Linked DNA regions of Muntiacus reevesi: region 2 is linked to region 1. The links are chromatin contacts, called in public Hi-C maps. All regions are on one chromosome and are shown on one strand. Each heading gives the region's core, a stretch centred on a gene start, on an enhancer-like site or on the middle of the called end of the contact. The rest is flanking DNA. Distances are from core to core; before and after follow the strand shown.

What was found. Hi-C and Micro-C count contacts between places; a contact is called where the count stands out from the background.
Region 2: a Hi-C map of blood shows a contact between it and region 1, with 3 times the contacts expected there. The contact joins the promoter of NLRP13 here to the promoter of LOC136157692 in region 1. A contact is called at or near these places in 2 of 3 Hi-C or Micro-C datasets (blood and muscle).

What each region holds. Positions count from the first base shown.
Region 1 is chr2:278,028,952-278,033,373 of mMunRee1.1, reverse strand. It overlaps LOC136157692 (leukocyte immunoglobulin-like receptor subfamily A member 6), which reads right to left and starts at 2,227. Exons shown (of 4, transcript XM_065919497.1): 1 at 2,011-2,227; 2 at 1,571-1,852; 3 at 989-1,288; 4 at 614-672. The coding sequence starts at 2,227. The coding sequence ends at 614.
Region 2 is chr2:278,326,646-278,330,712 of mMunRee1.1, reverse strand. It overlaps NLRP13 (NLR family pyrin domain containing 13), which reads left to right and starts at 1,982. Exons shown (of 10, transcript XM_065919500.1): 1 at 1,982-2,049. The coding sequence starts at 1,982.

The sequences.
Region 1 (4,422 bases), core at 978-3,477:
ATGCTGTAGGACTGATTCCCTTGGAGCCCTTGACTCTCAGGCTCCCGGAAAATCAGCACCACGGACAGAGGCGGGGGGGGGGGCACCTTTACTCTGCCCTGCACACCGTGGGGCTGGTTCCCTTGGCGCCCTTGACGCTCAGGCTCCCGGGAATCAGTAACACGGACAGAGGCCACCATCACTCTGCCCTGCACACCGTGGGGCTGGTTCCTTAGGCGCCCTTGACTCTCAGGCTCCCGGAAATTAGCACCACGGACAGAGGCGGGGAGGCCACCTTTACTCTGCCTTGCACACTGTGGGGCTGGTTCCCTTGGCGCCCTTGACGCGCAGGCTCCCGGAAATCAGCACCACGGACAGAGGCGGGGAGGCCACCTCCTCCCTCCCTCCTCAGCTGGTGGCTTCCCCTTAACACACAGTTCTTCTCACTCTGAGCAGCCAGTATACTGGGACCAGTGAGCTCAGTTATACTTGGGACCTGAAGCCCCCTCCCTTCACCCCACCCCACCCTTGACCCTGTGGGAAGCAACCTGTAAAGGTTTAGTGGGAAAGGGGGAACAGGAGGTCTCCTAGGGCCAGGAGGAGACTTCATCTCCTCTAGGCTAGGAGGCCTCGGTTACTCAGCGGACGTGGAGCTCGCCCATGTGGGTGGGGTCTGCAGGCCCCAGCTGCTCCCTGGAACAAGGACAGGAGGAGGATGTGGGGTGTGTCCGGGTCTTCACGCTGCTTTTAGCTCCATGTCGTCCCTCAAAGCCCAGAGCGTTTCACTCTTCAGTCCCCTCTCTGCACACCTAGCACTGCCTGGACCCTGGGAGGGGGTACGTGGAGTAGACGGAGAGGCACCCCCTTGTATTATCCATCTCTCCATGAGGTGGGGTAACCTGTGGCTGACGTCATGTCTCCCTTCTTCCCATGCAGCCCAGAGCTGCCCAGGGACAGGACTGAGCTGTGGGTCTAACTCCTCAGTGGGTATGGGCAGGGGGCTCGTCACCTGAGACCAGGAGCTCCAGGGGGTCGCTGGGGAGCGACAGCAGGTGGGGGGCGGTGCTCTGTGAGCTGTAGCACCTGTAGGTCCCCCCGTGGGCCGAGGTCACAGCTCTCAGGGTGAAGTTGGCCCGGACGGGCGGAGCCGTGTCCTGCAGACGCAGGTGCTGGGGAGGAGCGAGCGAGCCCTCCTTGGACAGATGGAAGGTGTCTGAGCGGACCTCAGAGCGACACTGCAGGGTCACGTTCTCTCCCTGGGGCACTGAGGCCCCCGGGTGGGCGGAGAGGGAGGGTTTCCTGTGCATTCCTGGGGGAGGACGGGGTGATGAGCAGAGAGCCCCTCCCCACACCCCGGACCCTGAGCTGAGGGGCCTCCCTGTGAGCCCTCCCAGCTCCTCTCAGCCCATCTGTGTGGGTCTCCTTAGTCTTCGTGCCTCTCACTCCTGTTTTCACGTTGCTCCCCTAGACCCCTGCCCCACCTGGCCTCTGCTCCAGGACCCTCTCCCTGGACCCGTCACCACCAGGGCCGACCCTAGTCCAGCGCCCTGAGCAGACAGTCGGGACCTGGGCCGGGACAGGGGCTCCTCACCCGCGACCAGGATGTCCAGGGGGGCGCTGGGGGCCGACCATGCGTGGGAGAGGTTGTGCCCACGATAGCATCTGTACTGGCCCCCGTGGGCGTGGCTCACGTGGCCCAGGGGGAAGTCGGGGCTCTGCTGCCCTTCTAGGCGGCGGGGCGGGCTGAGCCGCTCGTCCTTGGTCAGAGCGAAGCTGCCAAAGCCGGCCTCTGACAAAGGCTGGAGGGTCAGGTTGTCTCTGGGGAGCACGAGTGAGCCGGGCTGGGCGGAGGGGGAGGGTTTTCCTGTACACTCTGGGAGTGAGGGGCTGTGTTAAAGGGGGACCTCCACCCCAGTGACCCCAGGTGTGGGCTGAGAGGGCAGGGGGCCCCCGAGCCCACACTCTGCTCCTCTGCCCGTGGGGAGGCTCCCCTCCCTCTTACCTGTCACCACCAGGGGCAGGGGGGGTCACTCCAGCCTGACCAGCGGTTCCTGCTGCGATACGCACACTGATACTGCTCGGCGTCACTTGAGCTCGTGTATTCAAAGTGGAACCCGGCCTTGTTCCTGGAGCCCTGAGGGGCCTGAGCCTCCCAGGATCCAGAGCCGCTCTCTTTATACAGACCGTAGACATCTGCCAGCAGAGACCCCTGACACCAGATGGTCACCGGGCTCCCCTGGGCGACCATGGTGCCTGGGTCAGCCCGGATGGAGGGTTTGGGGAGAACCTCTGGAAAGGAATCAGACCTGAGGAGTCAGGGCGCCTTCTCCCCCAGGTTCCCCAGCTGTCACCCGCCCCTCCCAGACGGGCCACCAGCGGCCCCGGCCTGCTGTGCTCCCCAGTGACCAGGGGTGGTTGGTGGAAGCAGGAGGTCTGGGGGCTCACCTGGCTGTCCCTGGTCCTCCAGGCCCCAGCACAGCCCTGGAAGAGAGTTCCCTGTGAGCACCCAGCTCCACCACATGTCCTGGACTCTCCAGGTCTGCTCTGCGTCCTGAGGGCTGGGGTCAGATCTGGGCTGTGGACATTCCCCTCTCCCCCAAGAAAGTCTGTCCCCACCGAGCCTCCTGTGTCCTGGGGCCTCTGTCTCTGTGCCTTGGACAGAATACCATTTGAAAACAGTGAATGGTATTTTTGTTTATCCACTCATCAGTGATAGACATTCGGATCGCTGTCCTTGTTTGTCTCTGTGGCTACCTCATGAACACACTCGCATACACGTTTGAGCATGTTGGCAGCTTTTCGTTTTTTAATTGTGGTAGGAGTGCATCTGCTCTCTGTGCCGCCTGGGACATTGCGCGGTGTGGTCAGCCACAGGTGCGCGGTGCTGCAGCGGGTCTCCAGAGCCTCTTCATCTTGCAAACTGAAACTGCGCCGCGAAGTGGGCCTTCCAGGTCCAGTGCTAACTCGGGCTTGCTCCTTGAGGAAGTGCCGACTTGCTTTGCACAGTGGTGGAGCCATTTCCCATCCTCACCTGCAAGGTCACGGCTTCAGGCTTCTCCACGGCCTCATCACCAGCTGTTAATTTCTCAAATCATGGTCTCTCTCATTGGGTTCAAACGGTATCTCATTGTGGTTTAACTTTCATTTCCCTAATGACAGATGTTCTAAACATCCTTTCATGTGCTAGCATCCACTTGTATATCTTCTGTGTAGAAATATGTAAGCCTTTGACCGTTTTAAAAATATCAGGTCATTTCTTGTTATTGAGTTAAAGATATTCTTCATGTATCAGGATACTATACTCTGACTAGACGATGCGCTAATATTTTTTTTTCAAATTTTGTTGGCTGTCTTTTATACTCGGGAGAGTGTTTTTGAGGTACCACCAAGTTAAATTTTGGTGAAATTCATCTTTTTTCCCCCACTTTCCTTCTGCTCCTTTTCCTGTTGTAGCAAAGAATCTATTGTCAAGTCAACATGATGAAGACTTACTTTGTGTTTTCTCTTAGAGGATTTTAGCTATCACATGGATCCATTCTGAGCTGATCTTTTTATGCGGTGCGTGTCACAGCGAGCTTCGTTCTTCTGTGGGTGGATATCTACATTTCCCAGCTCCGTTTGTCTCAGAGAATGTCGTTTCCCCCTTAGAGAGCCTGGGGTTGAGATGGACATCCGATCATGCAGGTGGGCGTGAGGATCCTGCCAGCTCCTCAGGGCGGAACTGTGTAGGTCTGAGCTGGGAGCCGGGCGTAGGAGCAGGCTGGTTCCTGGAGTCAGATACGTCATTGGTTTAGACCTTTGCCCTAATCCCGTGTTTTAGGTAAATGCCTGCATGAGCCTGGAGCACCCTCAGGAAAGAGGAGATGACTCCCACCTAATAGTTTCGTGATGGAGTGCGTGCATGTGGAGCGCGTGTGGAGTGCGTGCGTGTGGAGCGTGTGTGTGTGTAGCGCATGGTGTGCCCGCGTGTGGAGCGCGTGTGTGTGGAGCGGGTGTGGAGCGCGTGCATGTGGAGCGAGTGCGTGTGGAGCGCGTGGTGTGTGTGCATGTGGAGCGCGTGCGTGTGGAGCGCGTGATGTGTGTGCGTGTGGAGCGCGTGGTGTGCGTACATGTGGAGCGCGAGCGGAGTGCGTGTGGAGCACCTGTGGAGCGCGTGGAGCGCATGCGTGTGGAGCGCGTGGTGTGCGTGTGTGTGGAGAGCGTGTGGAGCGCGTGTGGAGCGCGTGTGGAGCGTGTGGAGCGCGTGGCGTGCGGGCGGCACCCATGTGGGCGGGGCCCCAGGAGGCACCCCGGAAGTGCTGGCGGCACGGCGGGGTGCACCCACTGCTCCGGGCAGAGCCGCTCCTGGATGGTGGCCAGTGCGATCAGACAGGCTTCTGCCTGGCCTTAATGCGTTCCGGTCACCGTCTGACATGTGAGCTTCAGGCCCTGCATTCTGGGTTT
Region 2 (4,067 bases), core at 733-3,232, 300 kb before region 1:
GTGATCTGTTCTATGTTTACCTTTAAAATCTTCTTTTATACTTTGGCTAAGTAAATATATTATTTCACAGTGATCTATATGATTCTACCTGACAGAGTACTATAAACCCTTTTGATATTTATTGATGAAACTGCCTAAGTAGCTTGACTTTTAGCTGACTTTGGGATGCTTTAGAGGGCCCCTGAGATATCCCAAAGAGCTATTAAACTACCTGAGTTCATTTGACATGTTAAATTGCATGGGAAGTATTGTTGGAGGAGTGACAAATCTCCTCAGGTTATATTGTATGGTTGATGTTACTTATATAGATATCCTAAAAATTATATGAAATTCATAAAAGTCTGATATGTCCTGGTAAAATGTTGTCAGTTATAATTTTAGTTATCATGTTAAAGTGTTACAAGTCACAGCAATGACCAGGCTACTTTGTTAATTACAATTTAATTAGATTTTAAAAAAATGGCTTGTATGGTTTCACTCTCATGCCTTTAAAAAATACTGCTAGTTCTTCAAGATTTATAAAAAAGACTTTTCTAAGATTAACTGAAAAATTTTGTTTGTTTGCTATCTGGTAAATTGGTAACAGACTGAAATTTAGTCTACTCTCTATGTTAAGAGAATGAAGTTTTCTTAAAATAAATCTTTCAATAACAGATTATAAATTTCTTTGCCTTTAAGTGATTTACATTTGTTTTTAAAATTTTTTGTTACTTTAGTAAGGTAAGTAAGTGCTATTTAAGATTATGGTACATGTAAAAGCTCATTCTGCTTCTACCAAAAATAACCCCTCACTGTTAGACTTGTGCTATCCTAATGTCCTTAAAACATGGCAACAGTCTACTCCTAAATTGGGTAATTAAAAATGGGTGAACAATAGCTGAAAATCAAAGAGTCGGGGCTATGGGAAATCCAAGACGGCTGCTTGGCTTTTCCCAGCTCCCTGACAAACCTCATTTTTATTTGATGGGTTAAAGCCTTCCACGGCTACAGGGTTAATGCCTCCATAATGAAAAAAATCACTGAATTTTAAGTTTTGTAAATTGTTAAGCTAAGCTTCTAGTTTTGTTAGTTAAGGTTTAGTGTTTACTAAGACTCACTTCTGAGATAATTCCTTGTGGTTATGTTACATTGCTAACAGATTTAATTAAGTTATTAAAAAAGACACCCTAAGTCTGTTTCTAAAGCTTATCTCAGTAATCTATCTTTGGATGAAGATCGGATCCCTCAAGACCTGCAACCAGGACGTCCTATGCGGGCAATTCAGCAAGCCTCCATACCCACATGGGGACAAAATGAGTCGCTTTGCCATCGAGCAGAGAATAGCTTCTCTACAGGGATCTTCAGCCTCTCCTAAAAGGGTTTTTATTGCTATGCTCGCTTTACTGTCTTGCCAGCGGCAGTTGCATTAACCCGGCGGGCGCATACTGCACAGTATGTTGATACTATGTCAAAGGGTGTCTCCTTGGCTTTGGCTGCTCGAGAGGTCGTGGCCAGAGGACTGGAGATGAAGGTGGATGCTCTGGAGGAAGCGGTGATGCATATCGGAACAGAACTGCAAGCCCTAAAAGTACAAGTTAGCATTGTTCTGCCACTCAGACTACCGGTGGGTTTGTGTAACACCCTTAAAGGTTAATGAGACTGATTACAATTGGGAAAAAAATTAAAAATCATATTTCATGGGTATGGAATAGCTCTAGCATAAGTTTAGATTTAGACAGATTGCATGGACAGATTAGAACGATAGAGCATTCCCGATTGGATTTTACTGCCGCTGGAACTGCCAGTGACTTCTTTGAAACCTTCTCCAACTTTATCTCTGCCAAAAATATTTTGTCTACTAGTCTCAGTTACGTTGCTGTAATAGCACTGATCCTTATTATTACTGTTGTCCTCCCTTGTATCGTCAGAGCTCTTCGGCAGAGCACTCAGAAGCTTGCAAATGAAATTCATCAGGCTGTTTTAAAAAATAAACAAGGGGGAGATGCCGGGAGCCGTTGTGGGAGATCCCACCCATGACGAGGTCATGAGGAAAAGACCTGACGTGCAAGGGTATTCAGGCCACAAGGGACCCTCCGGGTTGGCCCCGGCCTCTACCCCACCCTGTATCCTCCCCCCTTTTCTGCTGTTGTTCTTGTCCGTCCTGCTGGAGATTCTTGTGTTGCCTGCCAAGAGCGCTCGTGCTCCTCTTTCACTGAATGAGGACCAACTTAAAACCCTAACTACTGCAACTAATAATAATAATAATAATTAAAAAAAAGAAAATATAATTCTTTCAAAATAGAAAAAAAAAAAAAAAAAAAACCCTAACTAATGAATCTCCTGGATGCTGGTATCCTATGAAGGGGCCAGGGATGAAGGAAATGTTTCAATTCAAACCCTTTTGCTGGCATTCTGGCTTGTTTGATAAATGTGTGCTCCCATTGCAAAAAATGCTCATGATTGTTCTAAATATCATAAGCACAGTACGCTAACAAAAGAAACCATTAACCATAGGTCCCTCAGCAGGGTGAGAAAATCACCACAAATAAAATAGCCACAAATGTGCCTAATAGAAAATACTTTAGATAGAGATTAGCTGGTGACTTCTTGCAGGTAATTGACTTTTAGACTAAGAGCCTGTTTTGTGCCATATCTGCTGTTTTTGCAATCCTTTGCATTTCTGTTCTGTAAAAATGCAATCCTATCTAGTTCCCATGGAGATGATGCCTAATAGAAAGAAAATAGAATAAGCACAAAAAAGACAGAGTTGGCTACTGAAGTTGCTTAAACTTCCACCAGGTGCAAGCCATAAATGTCCACAGGCCTGAAGGCCAAAAGATATCATACATAGAGATTAACCATAAAAAAGGCCCTAATAGGCACAGAGCCCTTCGTGGGGCGAGGAAGCCCTATTACAGAACACAGAAATATTATTCTAAAAGTGGTTACAGTTAAGGCTTTAGAAAAATAAGAGTTTAGCCCTAGTGTGAAAACAAGAAGATAATTGTTAATTTTAACTAGGAGTGCTAAACAGAGGCTGCCTCACTGGAGCCGCAGCCTTTGTGTGGTCAAGCTTTTTAGATAAATTTAGCTGAGAACTTCTGCAAAAAGACTGACTTCTGTGTTAACAGGATTGTATTTCTCTTATGTTGCGACTTGCTGTATCATGAGACTGCCACTTTTCTGTTTTCTGCTAAGGTCAAGGCCAGAAGATAATGTACAAAAAATCTATGGAAAAGACTCTCATGAACAAAAAATATACAGAGCACACCTGGTTTCGTGAAGGACAAGCTGATGTAATGTTAAACTAAGTCTGTGTGGTTATCTCCCCCTTAGAAATGTACCAACTTAGGGTATAAAGGTGATGGTGAAAAATAAAGCAACCGTCAGACTCTGCTGCACATCCCGGTCTGGTCCCTCTGTCTCTCTCCTCTCTCTCTCCCCGACGCCGTTCATCCTGAGGGTTCCCCTGGATCCTGCTTGGGCAGGACCCCGGCACCCAGAGACAGGGCATGTCGGAAAATCACACACACACATCTTGGTCACAGCTTTTCCACAAAGTCTGTTGGGTTTTCCAATATGTAATCAAGAATCTGCATATACAGCTTTACCTGTTCTTTTCCAGGCCTTACATCTTGCTCTAATTGCTTCCTCATTGCTAAATTTAAAACTAATCACAACTGTCGAGTGCCTGGATCCTCAGTCTATTAAAGGCGGAAGGCAGGGCACACTGTGGGTTATTCTCAGTTATCCTTTGGTATGGATTACTAACATAACTCCACGGTGACAGGAGAACAGACTTTGTATGCTTCCAAAACCTTCAGACCATGAAATTTCTTCACCTTGTTTATCTCCCTGGATATGTTCAATCCTAGAGGAAATCAACCCTGAATATTCGTTGGAAGGACTAAAGTTGAAACTCCAACACTTTGGCCACCTGATGCGAAGAGCTGACTCATCGGGAAAGACCCTGATGCTGGCAAAGATTGAAGGCGGGAGGAGAAGGGGACGACAGAGGATGAGATGGTTGGATGGCATCACCGACTCAATGGATATGATTTGGAGCAAACTCTGGGAGTTGGTGATGG